Linked DNA regions of Bombyx mori: region 1 is linked to region 2. The links are chromatin contacts, called in public Hi-C maps. All regions are on one chromosome and are shown on one strand. Each heading gives the region's core, a stretch centred on a gene start, on an enhancer-like site or on the middle of the called end of the contact. The rest is flanking DNA. Distances are from core to core; before and after follow the strand shown.

Region 1 (2,903 bases), core at 108-2,607, 60 kb before region 2:
ATGAGCTCATTGGTGTATGTGTGGCCATATTGCGCACAAAGTTGCGTTATCATTTTTTTGTAAACTTGCTCGGTGTCTGGAAATTGAAAATGTTTTAATGGTTATTTTACCTTGCTTTCACAACTATATGCTACATCTAATTCAAAATGAAATTTATATTATATAAACAATTAGGACTATATATAAAAAAAATATAAAAAAATGTTATTTTGTTAGTTAAAAATGCTTTTTATTTCAATGTCTTCATTCGAGATGTTATTAGTTTATATGCTCTTTTAAACTAGTTTTATTTTTTGGTATGATATGGTTTATTTCAATGTAATAACATAAAAAATAATAAAATTATACAAACATACATACATACCTAATAACAAACCGTCCATATCAAATATACAGTGGGTGACGGTCTTAAAATTATTCGTCGAGTAGCATCGCGCGCCAACAGCTTTAGGAACCGTTCTTACTATTCTCAATAAATTAAACCTCATGATTGAACCAGTTACGTAAATACAACAACTAAATAATTAATAATTAACTAAAACCAAACAGTATCTCATTAGGTAAATATTAGTTTCTTAGATTGACTCAATAATCCTTTCGAAAACTTTTCGTAGTGTGAATTAATTAATTAAAATAAACGGAATATTATATTCAGACTGAACTTTGTCTGCATATGCAAACCTATTCTTTACCTACTTTAAGTTAGTTTATCCATTCTGCACTTTACAGTAGGAATCTGTAACAGTTACACTACTCTGTGGAAAGGAAATAAATTATAGTCGGATTTTTAATTAGACGAAGCCAACTGACAGTAGCTAATGTCACTTTGTGAAATAATGTTACTATATTTAAAGTAATAGTGATGCGTTCAGTTCTCGTTCAATCACATGAATGAACAATGAGTGTCAAGAGTTAATCATTAATTTCAAACTATAAAAGAATATTATTTATATTTTACAATAAAATTGTATTAAAGTGCTCCAATATATGTTACTAGTAGTATGTAACTACAATTAGTTTTTTTTATTTTCATTACATACCTATAATTGTTATATTTTATACATCTATAATTTCAACTATATGATGTATTGGAAATAGGACAGTCTTACAAGCTTCCTCGCAATGTTTTTCTTAATGTTTAAAACACTCGGTATTCAGTACAGGTAGATACTATAGGAACATAATATTTCGTCGAAAACTCATTGGTATGTACAAAGCACGCCTAAAATTCAAACCCCGTACCCGATATCGGCAATTCGGCACACCAACTATTCACTAGACAATCGAGGCAATTTCATTAATTCAGGAGTTTTTTCAATCATTCAATTTGTCACAACACTATTTTTATTTCATCAGAACCTGACAACACAGTAAACGTCAGTTGACTTCGTCTAATAAAAAATCCGACTATAGGTGATGCGAACAACAAATGATGTAAGTATAGAAAAAAATATTTTGTAATCAACTTTTAATTTTCATATTAATTAATTTTCAACTTGTGAATTGAAATTGTAATTTAATTCGTATTTTAGTAACATAGCAAAACTACAAGCTGGCAATGCTTCGAAGCTCGCTTTCGGCTGACTTCAGTCGTACAGTACAATACAGTCGGGCTGCGACCATCATGGATCGCAGTTGAACGGTCGCGGGTTGCGTGTGGCATCTCTTGTATCGTAAAATAATTTCAAGATATTAGTTTTTAATAATTTAATTAATGGACTTAGGGTTAAATTTGTGTTTCTAATAATTAAATTATATTCTTGAAAATCACTAAAACGGATGTGAGAGAGTGTTGTCGTATCGAACTGTCGCTTAACAAAAAATCGATTTTCGGATTCAATATGAAGAGTCTTATACTATTTCTTTTGACTGTGTGTTTTTTGGCGGGAGCCAATGCTGCCGATACGGAAATTTCGTGTACAAATGTGAAAAATATGTTTGAAAAGAAAGGGATGTCCGCGATGGTAGATATTCAACCGCAGCCAAACTCAGGTGAGAATCACGCGCCGCTCTACAGCTGAATGTGATAATGATAATGATAGTACATGATATGGTTGTTGTTAACATGCTTTCGCAAACGAAACACATGTTACAGATATTCTATTTTAAAGCACATTAACGGTAAAGCGGCGTAAAGTGTAGCTCAGTGTGGTTTATTTTAATCACTTCAAAAGAAAATTTATTCTCTGAAGAAAAATGCTTTATCGCTAAAACGAGAACAGTAGTTTTGTTAAATCGCCAGACTCGTGTTTGTTTGTATGTTGATGTTGTACCTACCTTCTAACAGCAAGTAAAACTTTGATAATAATGTAATAAAGCTTTTTTTTAATTTAAAGTATGATTCTTTGATTAGAACTACATGTAAATATTGTTTGTTCGAAATCGTTTATTAAATCGCTTTGTATAAAATCCAAACTATTTAATTTTAAAATTTAATCAGTCAAGTTCCTAAAGTAAAAATTTGTTAAAAAGATGCATTGTCTTGAAACGAATGCAGCGTAGAACAATCGAACCGTTAATGGCACGCTGTCCTTTTTTACCTGAGACATAAAAATAGAGATGCCCATGCATTGTATAAAATATTCTGGAATCTTGACAAAAAAAAAAGGAAACGCAGTTACTCTTTTAATTAATAGTACGTACTTATATTATTATATTTTTTATTGCATTACTTGTGGGACCTAATTTTAGTAGAATTTCATTGTCAATGTTTCTTTGAATATTGGCATGGACAGTCTAAAATCATTAAAGTCATAATGTACTGACTGCCTTGATTAAATCAACCCCAGTCTTTGGTAGATTGAAAGCACGACTATCTATCCAGGAAGGTAAACCATAGGTATTGAGTACCATTAGTTGGCTCGTTTCTGAATATAATTATTTTCCAGTTAAACCATTTTTGT
Region 2 (2,748 bases), core at 115-2,614:
ATTTGCGTATATTGAAAACTGTTTTTGTTAAATTGCAACGATTTCGGCAACGTCAAACTGAAATATCACAATATATACTAACAAAATCGCTGTTATTTTATGTCCACTTTAGCTCATCATTATCACAGCTTCAAGTGGCAGTACAATCAACGTTTCCGCTCCTGTTAATCTTAAATACCGACGGCGCTCAAGTGTTACGGCCGCGCCGAGCACATTGCGAGTTCGGGTTGAAGTTTGTAAACAGTCTCTTGACTTGCACGAAAGATACGAATAGTCAATTTTATGGTTGGGCCTAGGTTGGGCCGCTTTCACAATTCTGATCGTATTTGTTAGCTGTATAAAAAAAAAAAAAGTTTCTATTCGCATATTTTGTAGGTTGTGCTTTTTCCGTTACCATGTGCACGAAATACGATATGATATATTATATTGTGCCTTGAACTTTGTCGTCATAGTACATATCGACGCTTGAAAGGCAAACTTGACTAAGCGACAATGCTTGAAATTTACAGTAGACTAATTTAAAGTTGAAATACCTGAAAAAATTTATATTTTAACGAATCTAGCTGTAGGATTGAAATGATTTTAATAGACCTAGAAATATATATTTTTTGCGCATCGAATATGGTTATTGCCTATCATTTATGTATAAAGCAGTTATTGTCGCTTAGTCACGTTTGCCTTTCAAGCGTCGATATGTAGTTGTCATCATTTAATAAGCAGCGGCTTGGCTCTGCCCCTGGCATTGCTGACGTCCATGAGCGACGTTAACCACTTACCATCAGGTACGCCGTATGCTCGTCAGCGACGTTAGCCTACAAAGGCAATAAAAAAAATACATAAGTACACAATATGTGCCCTCTCTCTCTTTTCGATTTTTTATTTCAGAACAGATGCTAGTGTTCATTTTGTTCTTTAATATTGTGGTCAGTGTTTTTTCGTGTGACAAGAAACAATGTCAATCACACAATTTGACTCTATGGTTTGACTTCACTTCTGATTTCGATGTTTTCTCACTGACGTTCGCTGACAATGGATTTTCTAAATGTAGCCGCCAGTCATGTGATTGTTAATACCATCAACTCCGGTCACCGTCGCTTGCGACGAAGGGCTCGACGAGTGAATTAACCCATAGACACAGCCCACTGAGTTTCTCGCCGGATCTTCCACAGCGGGTCTCGTTTCCGATGCGGTGGTAGATTCTGCGAAGCACTGCTCTTGCTAGGGCCAGTGTTAGCAACACTCCCGGTTAGAGCCCAGTGAGCTCTCCTACACGTCAAGGAGAAGCTGAAATAGCCTCACAAGGCTATCAGTATAGGTAGGGGAAAAAACCCTGCTAATAAGAGCCGTGAGCATACATCCTTATACTGTTCGCCTCGTTGAAGTAGACACTTCGATTCTAAACAGTCAGTATGTTAGCACACAGTATCTAAGTGTATTGGTTTCTATTTTTCACATTTAACTCTATGAATGCTGAATTCATACAATCTTCACATTTTGTGTGGGTACTTAAAATGCGCATATATGAAGACAATTTTTAGAAAACATAAATGTTTGTAAGATACATACAATCTCGAATCCGCAGCTTCCTGTGTGCTTAGTGTGAGTTTTTTAACGCTGTCGATAGCGTAAAAGTTAACTCAAATTTGTATGACTTGGAACGTTTGCCGCTAGGGACGCTGTTTTTTACTGAACTTTTACGTTAAAGAAATGTTAAAAAATTCGCACTAAGCATACTGGTTGACCAACACGCATACTAGGTTATGAGTGGAATCGAATGGCACTCGTTAAATTGTATTGTAACTTTTCAAATTAGGAAGAAGAACTAAATAATGGACTTAAAACTTCTCAAATCTTCTTAATGCACTTAAGTAGGGTACTCATATAAATTTTATAAGTAAGTCAACTTCGATCTTTGGAAATATGTAAAGCCCCTTAAACGCCCCACCTCCGAGTATAACGTGACCTCCATCAAGACGGGACGGTGCTGACCCAAACCCAGAGTCTTATCAAATAATTATTTACGTTAACATTAAAAGCTTTTCGGAACACCGATTTTAAGGTGTAATTATGAATGCAAATTTAAGCCTTTCGTCGTTGATGTAACGACTAAATCTCCTTGTCGTTTCGCGGCCCGTTCGTAAATTAGCTTTTGGGCCCTTGGCCTCGCGCCAACTTCACGCCCCGCGCTAAAAAGGATCGCCCCGAAAATTTCCTAAAGAGGGTGTTATAAGCGTTTTTGATTACGTCCCACGATTGAGAATTTAATTGCGCTCAGAGGAAAGAGGGTTCTTTAATGTTTTTCAAAGAGACGAATGACATGGCTCGTTGGCTTGTTTTCTTTCTTCATGGAACTCATTTTGGAGTAAACGTAAACCCTCCTCGCGGGTAGGGATCCGGACTATTTTACCAAAGCGAATGACTTCGAGTCAAAGTATCTCGTGTATCTATATATTAATACGTGAAGCAAAAACTTTGTTCCCTTTTTACGAAAATTGCGCGGACGAAGGAGTATGAAAATTTCCACACTTATAGAGAATATAGAGAAGAAGTGCACAATGCTAATATTTTTTTAAAATAATGCATAAAAGATACATTAAATCAATAAAGAAAACATTACACACACTACATACTATGTATTTGACGCACACACGCATGTATACTATTTATTGTCAAACTTTTGTTCTTGACGTCTGTGGTCAAATTGAGAATAGATTAAATATTGTTTGTCTTTATTAATATTTTTTTATA

The links. A called contact is a pair of places that touch in the nucleus more often than the background predicts.
Region 1: a Hi-C map of midgut shows a contact between it and region 2, with 1.7 times the contacts expected there. The contact joins the promoter of LOC101745556 here to the enhancer-like site in region 2. A contact is called at or near these places in 2 of 7 Hi-C or Micro-C datasets (midgut and whole pupa).

The regions. Positions count from the first base shown.
Region 1 is chr15:15,845,827-15,848,729 of ASM3026992v2, reverse strand. LOC101745556 (glypican-4) reads left to right here and starts at 1,357. Exons shown (of 12, transcript XM_004923048.5): 1 at 1,357-1,434; 2 at 1,533-1,992. The coding sequence starts at 1,842. LOC101738730 (probable pseudouridine-5'-phosphatase) reads right to left here and starts at 833. Exons shown (of 4, transcript XM_004923003.5): 1 at 365-833; 2 at 1-76. The coding sequence starts at 488.
Region 2 is chr15:15,785,542-15,788,289 of ASM3026992v2, reverse strand. All of the region lies in intron 2 of LOC101745556 (glypican-4), which reads left to right. Among protein-coding and RNA genes, the nearest start is that of LOC101745556, 60 kb to the left of the region's middle. Within about 2 kb of position 1,364, at least 1 of the 8 cell types and tissues checked has open chromatin away from gene starts, as enhancers often do.